Regions from separate parts of the Mus musculus genome. Here region 2 is linked to region 1. The links are chromatin contacts, called in public targeted proximity ligation maps. All regions are on one chromosome and are shown on one strand. The core of a region is the stretch at or near the end of the contact, and the rest is flanking DNA. Distances in the headings are between cores, read along the strand shown. Region 1 overlaps Gm35438 (a long non-coding RNA gene). Region 2 overlaps Kcnv2 (potassium channel, subfamily V, member 2).

The links.
Region 2: a contact with region 1 is called in a targeted proximity ligation map of pancreatic cancer cells. A contact is called at or near these places in 2 of 39 promoter capture datasets (liver and stem cell-derived epiblast-like cells), 18 of 484 Hi-C or Micro-C datasets (3T3-L1-derived adipocytes, the AtT-20 cell line, the HPC-7 cell line and 10 more), 2 of 130 datasets of targeted methods (pancreatic cancer cells and pro-B cells) and 1 of 9 other capture datasets (embryonic stem cells).

What each region holds. Positions count from the first base shown.
Region 1 is chr19:27,131,661-27,135,857 of GRCm38.p6, forward strand. The region is part of intron 6 of Gm35438 (a long non-coding RNA gene); the gene reads right to left. Among named protein-coding and RNA genes, the nearest start is that of Vldlr, 83 kb to the right of the region's middle.
Region 2 is chr19:27,333,902-27,338,426 of GRCm38.p6, forward strand. It overlaps Kcnv2 (potassium channel, subfamily V, member 2), which reads left to right. Exons shown (of 2, transcript NM_183179.1): 2 at 1-3,278. The coding sequence ends at 22. Among named protein-coding and RNA genes, the nearest start is that of Gm35554, 8.6 kb to the right of the region's middle.

The sequences.
Region 1 (4,197 bases), core at 1,656-4,155:
AGAGCTCCGGGGTACTGGTTAGTTCATAATGTTGTTCCACCTATAGGGTTGCAGATCCCTTTAGCTTCTTTGGTACTTTCTCTAGCTCCTTCATTGGGGGCCATGTGATCCATCCAATAGCCGACTGTGAGCATCCACTTCTATGTTTGCTAGGCCCAGGCATACTCTGACAAGACACAGCTATATCAGGGTCCTTTCAGCATAATCTTGCTAGTGTATGCAATGGTGTCAGCATTTGGAAGCTGATTATGGGATGGATCCCCGGATATGCTAGTGTCTACATGGTCCATCCTTTTATCTCAGCTCCAAACTTTGTCTCTGTAACTCCTTCCAAGGGTGTTTTGTTCCCACTTCTAAGGAGGGGCATAGTGTTCACACTTCAGTCTTCATTTTTCTTGAGTTTCATGTGTTTAGGAAATTGTATCTTATATCTTGGGTATCTTAGGTTTTGGGCTAATATCCACTTATCAGTGAGTACATATTGTGTGAGTTCCTTTGTGAATGTGTTACCTCACTCAGGATGATGCCCTCCAGGTCCATCCATTTGGCTAGGAATTTCATAAATTCATTCTTTTTAATAGCTGAGTAGTACTCCATTGTGTAGATGTACCACACTTTCTGTATCCATTCCTCTGTTGAGGGGCATCTGGGTTCCTTCCAGCTTCTGGCTATTATAAATAAGGCTGCTATGAACATAGTGGAGCATGTGTCCTTCTTACCAGTTGGGGCATCTTCTGGATATATGCCCAGGAGAGGTATTGCTGGATCCTCCGGTAGTACTATATCCAGTTTTCTGAGGAACCGCCAGACTGATTTCCATAGTGGTTGTACAAGCCTGCAATCCCACCAACAATGGAGGAGTGTTCCTCTTTCTCCACATCCACGCCCGCATCTGCTGTCACCTGAATTTTTGATCTTAGCCATTCTGACTGGTGTGAGGTGGAATCTCAGGGTTGTTTTGATTTGCATTTCCCTGATGATTAAGGATGTTGAGCATTTTTTCAGGTGCTTCTCTGCCATTCGGTATTCCTCAGGTGAGAATTCTTTGTTCAGTTCTGAGCCCCATTTTTTAATGGGGTTATTTGATTTTCTGAAGTCCACCTTCTTGAGTTCTTTATATATGTTGGATATTAGTCCCCTATCTGATTTAGGATAGGTAAAGATCCTTTCCCAATCTGTTGGTGGTCTTTTTGTCTTATTGACGGTGTCTTTTGCCTTGCAGAAACTTTGGAGTTTCATTAGGTCCCATTTGTCAATTCTCGATCTTACAGAGCAAGCCATTGCTGTTCTGTTCAGGAATTTTTCCCCTGTACCCATATCTTCAAGGCTTTCCCCCACTTTCTCCTCTATAAGTTTCAGTGTCTCTGGTTTTATGTGAAGTTCCTTGATCCACTTAGATTTGACCTTAGTACAAGGAGATAAGTATGGATCGATTCGCATTCTTCTACATGATAACAACCAGTTGTGCCAGCACCAATTGTTGAAAATGCTGTCTTTCTTCCACTGGATGGTTTTAGCTCCCTTGTCGAAGATCAAGTGACCATAGGTGTGTGGGTTCATTTCTGGGTCTTCAATTCTATTCCATTGGTCTACTTGTCTGTCTCTATACCAGTACCATGCAGTTTTTATCACAATTGCCCTGTAGTAAAGCTTTAGGTCAGGCATGGTGATTCCACCAGAGGTTCTTTTATCCTTGAGAAGAGTTTTTGCTATCCTAGGTTTTTTGTTATTCCAGATGAATTTGCAAATTGCTCCTTCTAATTCGTTGAAGAATTGAGTTGGAATTTTGATGGGGATTGCATTGAATCTGTAGATTACATTAGCTTATTTTTAAATGCCTTGGCTACCTCAAAGGCTGGGCAGTCCTAAAACTTCCCCTGCTACCCCAGGCCCAATAGAAAAAGTGGCCAGTGGCCATTAATCTGAAATCTCACATGGCTGGTTGGCTTTATCTCCTGCCACTACCGTGTTATATTCTTCTTACCCTAGACATGGCAAATCTGCCCCGTTCCTCTCTTGTCCTACCCAAACAACTCTAAGTGTCCTGCCCTGTACCCAGCCATTAGCCATTGGCATCTTTATTGATTGATCAAAAACCAACTTGGGACAAGGACCTTTAGCATTTGGGCACGCAGATTCCTGATTGAATCAATTCATTAAAACCAATCTCCAACAGATCTCTATCAGTTTCCAAATCTCCAGATTACCAAACCCTCTGCAGAACCACCTTAGCCTTCAAATGAATGTCCTGTGAATCTATAGAAGCGGATTGAAAGAGGTCTAGCTCCTCACTACATAGTGGCCTGTTTACTCCTTCTAGAGACTCACCTCCCTGTGAAAAGCCAACTTCTGGTCCTTCAGAGTGATAGACTTTTTTCCAGTTTCAGGCCCCTGCAGGATTCCTTCTCATTTCTTCCCTGGTCATTGTATTTCTTGTTTAGTGTTCTTTGTAGCTTGAACCATTCAAGCCATTCTGCCTTCCCTGCCTTCCACCCTTATTCATCCACTGCTACAGTCTCTTCCTGTCCACAGTTACTCTGCCCCTAAGTCCTGCTTTGAGCTGTGACCATCCCATTCAAGTGCCGCTTCTCAGTTTCACCATGTAGATATGTATCCTTCCCATACACATCGCCTTAAAGTGGCCTAGCAAGTTGGGGGTGTACATAAGAGTAGGCACCTTCCTAGGGGCAGAAAGTCTCCTATACTCCATGTACTTCGGAGTCAACCCTGCTCTTGACTCTTCTTCTAAGACCAATGAAAACTTACAGTTTAAAAAAAAAACAAACCATTGCAATTTTGTCGTCATGGCTGTTCCTGTCCCTGTTGGCACAGAAACAGGGATGTTGAATGAGCAGAATTCAAGTTATTTAAGCAACTACAGCCTCGCTGTAGGCAGTCATCTCTATCAAAGGCAAAGCCAAGGCTCACATTGTGTGTGAATCTTCGTATGAGTCACTGTGAGTAAGCCATGTGAAAAAATACAAACTGAAAAATAAGAATCTTGACTGTGAAGTATGTTATTTTCCTCAACTTGGTTGGTTTGGGCCAATTCGGGAAGAAATCTCTTCCTGGATGGGAAACCAAGCTTCAATAGGAGAAACCCCCCCACCCCTCCCCACACACACCTCATTTCCTCATTTTTCCAGCCATGGGTGTGACTACAAAATGTAAACATGTAGCAGTCATCTCATGGGCCTGGATGTGGCAGAGGTGGAAGGAATGTGAGCTGCCAGGCCACCATCACAGCCTGTGACTCTTTACCTACAGACATGTTATTAAAGATACATTGGGATTTAAAAACAAGAGTTAAAAAAAATAAAAGCATGAATTAGGACTATTCTTTCTGCTTCCTGGCCATGCCTTGTGTATATACATAAGCTCCAGGAGGAAACATATCACCCTGATTACCTCTGTCCAATAGGGAAGGTCTTAGGATCAGGAGAAATCAGCAACTTAGCATTGATGAGGGGAAGAGAGAGAAGCAGGACCGAATGCTGAGGAATATAGGGGAAGAAACTAATGTGAATAATACAAGACAGGTCTCACTCACCTTCCAAAACTACCCCCCCCCCTCAGGTGTCTTTGTTGTATTGCTGAGTGTCTTTACCCCCTGGACAGACATGTTCCATGTGGCATTGCCACCTGTGATGCCTGACAGCCAGCCAGGCATGTAGTAAATATAGGAGAAGATAGCTGACTTCAGGTGGCCTCCAGCCAGACGTAGAGAAAGGGAAGTTAACAGCAGGGAAACTGAACGCCCCATGGAGTTTGCCTAGGATGACCACTGTACTGGCTAGTTTTGTGTCAACTTGACACAGCTGGAGTTATCACAGAGAAAGGAGCTTCAGTTGGGGAAATGCCTCCATGAGATCCAACTGTAAGGCATTTTCTCAATTAGTGATCAAGGGGGAAAGGCCCCTTGTGGGTGGGACCATCTCTGGGCTGGTAGTCTTGAGTTCTATAGGAGAGCAGGCTGAGCAAGCCAGGGGAAGCAAGCCAGTAAAGAACATCCCTCCATGGCCTCTGCATCAGCTCCTGCTTCCTGACCTGCTTGAGTTCCAGTCCTGACTTCCTTCAGTGATGAACAGCAATGTGGAAATGTAAGCTGAATAAACCCTTTCCTCCCCAATTTGCTTCTTGGTCATGATGATTGTGCAGGAATAGAAACCCCGATTAAGACAACCACATAGTCACCCA
Region 2 (4,525 bases), core at 1,515-4,014, 200 kb after region 1:
CACCACAAGGCAAGAGAATTAAGGCTTCATTAGGACACAAGGATGGTTGAACCCATGAATTTCAAAGCTTCATTGCTTCTTTTAAAATTATGGTCCCCTCCTGGCAACAGAGGGGCATGTGATGCCAACACACACAAAGAGCATTCTGTTCAAAGTTCTAACTCTGGGAATGATCATTTCAGCCCAAACTCAAAATGCCTCACATCGCACTTTAGCTAGATGTATGATGTCAGTACTGGAAATGGCTCTGAGGAAGCAACATCTTAGATTTCTCTTATAGATTCTCATGGCATCTAGCTTGATGCATATATTTAGATTTGAATTGCAGGAAGACGTTTCCCCCTAGTTCAAACCAGGAGGAGGGGCCCTTAATTTTCCAGAGAATGGAGCGTCACACCAGGAGCTGCATAAGTTTTGGAGTCAGATCAACCACTCAGCCAGTATCCCAGATCTACCAGCTAGATGGTGTGTAAGAACTTACTTTAACCCTTTGAGCCTTGGTCTCTTCGATTGGGAAATGTACAAAGTCTTAAGGATGAGTGTTGGGGTTGAAGATAACCCCAGTAGCTTCTAGCATTGCAAATTACTAGATGTCAGTAATGCTACTAGATGTTGATGAACCTCTGTCTAGAATTACTATGGGAACCCAAACTTGGTCCATGAAATTTTTCTGTATGTGTGAATATCTCCCTCCCTTGAAAGAAGCACCCACTGTCCTCTCACTTAACTCAGACTTCCATTCTTTATTTCCCAGAAGAGAGGTGGAAGAGTAAAACCTCCTTCACAACACTTGCTGAATGGCAAGCCCTGGAAGACCTCTTTAGACTGAGGGTTGGGAACCAGTGCCCCTTGGGCCATTTCTCTCCTTGAAACCTTTCTTTTAATTCCTTTCTGGGTCCACAGGGCTCCTGTAAATTGAAGTTGAAATTGAAGGCTCATTTGCACAGAGCACTCAGAGATTTGCTCCCATAACTGGAGCTTGTGATGTTATAGAATTCTTTTGGGGTATAACTGCCCCATCTGGATCATATATAAGAGTAATTGTGCTACTGACAGTGGCAAATGTTAGGAACTATGCATCTAGTCTGTAACTTCGTTTAACCCTCAGTGCACCCCTAAGTTAGATGCTGTGGTTGTTCTAGTTAAGGAGAAATGGAGGCTTAGAGAGGTTAAGCGATCCAGCTACACTCGCCTAGCCACTAAAATAGTGAGACTGGGCTTTAAGCCAAGGTTCATCTGAGGCACAAGACTGTTGGGAGTCTAAATGTATGACTTTCCTACATTATGACAAAGCACCTGAAGGGTGGACAAAGTGGACTCTTCTAAGATTACTCAATCTAGGAGGTCACAGCCTTGGTGCTGGTTAGTTCTCGTCAATATGATACAACCTAGAGTCACTTGGGAAGTGGGAACCTCCATTGAGAGATTGCTCTGATCAGAATGTCCTGTGACCATGGCTGTGTCTGTGAGAAATTATCTTGACTGATGATTGCAAAGAATCCTGGCTTGATGATAAGCACTAGCACTTATAGATGATTATTGTTTGAGGGCCTAGCCCACTGTGGGCAGTGACATCATCCCTAGCAAGTGAGCCTACGCTATATAAGAAAGTTAGATGAATGTGAGCCAGGGAACAAGCCAGAGAGTGAGCCAGTAAGCATCATTCCTCCATGGCTTCTGCTTCATGCTCTTGCCCTGATTTCTCTTAATGATGAATTTCAACCAAGAAATGTAAGATGAAATATGCCCTCTCTTGCCCTTTGTTGCTTTTGGTCATGGTATTTCAGGGCAACAACAAATCAGAAGAGTGTCTTACTCTGTGACAGAATTCTATGGATTGAGCAATATAAATAGTGTTTGTATCCCTCAGCTCTGGAGGCTAGAACTTCAAGATCAAGACACAGGCAGTTGTGTTGTAGGTTCAAACTGCTCTCTGCAGTCAAGATGGTGCCTTTTTGGTGCATTCTACAGAGAAGATTGTATCCTAAAAGCATAAGGCAAGCTCACTGAACGCTGACTCAAAGTATCGTATAAGGGCCTTGATCCCATAGTTCATGAAGGAACAGCCTCATAGCTTAATCAGCCCTGAACACTTCAGCTCTTTATATGCCACGGTGACAACACACCTGACTTACAGAGAGCCCTACTCAAGCCAAAAGCACAGAGTCAAACTTGAATTTTAGATAAGCAGCGATTTTTGATAGAAATATGGCTCAAATATTGCATAGAATATACTCCTAAAATTCAAATCTATCTACAAGTCTGGCATTTTGCTTTGTTAAATCTGATAATCCTATACTATTGTTTTTTTAGAGACAAAGTTTCCCCAAGCCCTAAAACCAAACCCAAACAGCACACCCTTCAGCCAAGAGAGTCTTCTCTTTCCTCTTGCCAAGTAAAGAGAGGAGGAATTTTGAACCAGTTTCCTTGCCAGAAGTAATCATGTGAACTCAGTCAGCTCACATATCCACATAACACAGTCAACAAGGCAGCTGCCCTTCCATCCATCCCCAGCTCTCTAGCACTTCAACTCCAGGGATGGATTTGATGATGAAGTGAAACTTCTGGGCTATCACGAGGTATAGGGACCAGGGAAGACCTAATGATCATAACACTCACTCTGATCTGGACAAGAGAGCTGACTTAGAACTGCAAGGCAGAAGAAATTCCCCGAGAAACAGGAGTGGAGGCACATGGGGTGTGGGGGGAGGCACTGATAACAAAGCTGGAACCTTCCAGGTTCCTGGGATGGGACCTAGTCAACAGCAAGAGGCCTCCTCCCAGTCTTACTGACCACATCTGTTCAGACAGCTGTACACTGCCTCCCCCAGGGAGTAAGAACAGCAGGCAGAATACAATTAACACACACAAAAAGAACATTTTGTGAGCTTCACTGTGTCCCAGGCGTAGGAACATTATTTAATGTAATACTTCAGTTGCGTTATCAAGGTTTCCCTGGTCACTCACAAAGGCTTAGTCACAATGAGCTTACTCTTGATTTTAAAGCTGATTCTGCAATGTACTCCACATTGTGGAGTCATATGAAGTTGACACATTCATCAAACATGATTGAATATTGGCAGTTTCATCTGGTATGACCTAATAGTTATGTGGTTACAATTTCTCTCAACTTGTTCCCACATTGTTAACATGGAAATAATAATGGTGTTTTCCTCACAATTTTGATGGCTATTAAATGACATTGTGCATATTTAAAACTTTAGCATCCTGGCACATGTTATGTATTAAATAAAAATTGGTCCTCCTCTTTCTCTTTATTTCTGTTTTTTTTTTTTTTTGCTGTACAAAAAAAAAAAAAAAAAAAAACTGCTCCAACTGAGTCAAAGTCCTCTGTCATCAAGGAGAAGAGTGCTCTGCAGAGCTCAGTGATTGACCTAACTCAGACATCAGGGAATGAAGAGAGGACAGACACACAGACATGTACAGAAAGCTAGGCTCAGGTGGACCAAGCACTGCAATGGAGACACAGCAGCCGAAAACTGAACGCATTTCTTTTACACATCTGAATTGAGGTGGCAGGTTTACTGTATATAGCGGAACAAGGAGGAAGCAGGTTTAGCTACTCATAAACCTACCTAGAAGGTTTATGAGAGAGCAGTCTTAGGCTGTAAAGATCCAGCAGGAAGCTGTGGTTGAAACTTCCTATATACGCTGTCAACATTCACACAAATGTTTCATAGGGAAAGGCTTTGCCTATCTGATGGGACCATGCGCATGTCAGATAATAAGCATACACAGAGAAGGCTCTAAGCAGTGGTTTCCACTTCCTAATGCAACCCTTTAATACATTTCTCCATGTTGTGCTGACCCCCAACCATAGGATTACTTTTGTTGCTACTTCATAACTGTAATTTTGCATCTGTGAGGAATCGTAATGTAAATATCTTATATACAGGATATCCGATTTGCGACCCCTCAAATGGTCATGACCCACAGGTTGAAAATAGCTGCTCTGAATGATGCAGCTTTTGAATCTTCACCACCCAGGGCTGTACATGAGGTCCCAGGCCAATGTGTTCAAAAGGACTTGTAGTGATGAAGACATTGAGCCATGCCCGATACCATGACTGTTAGCTAGACCACAGCTGTTGCTTCCTTTTCATGGGAAAAAGTGACATGTTTGCAAGAAACCTTTAACTAAAATTAAAAGAAACTTTATCACCAACAAAAACAAACCACAGAACATTATTCCAAACAAGTTAGATCAAGGAAAATGGATTTAAATAGTATTGGCCTCTAAGCAGTGGTGACTTGGCCAATCTGAACGAGATGAATGTGGTGCCTCAGCCCAGCATCCTTCCCTCCCTCCCCACTCCCACCCCCACCCCCGTTCTCTGTTGACATTTCTAATATATTTACGATGCCACACCTAGCTGTGTGGCCACAGAGGTCTGTCTCCAGGAATGTTAGGCAGATTCTGAGCCTTCTGCCAGGATACCAGAGATGGGAGGGGAAAAGCTGAGTCCCCACAGCCATGGTTCTACTTAGCAGCTCTCTAGTTTGG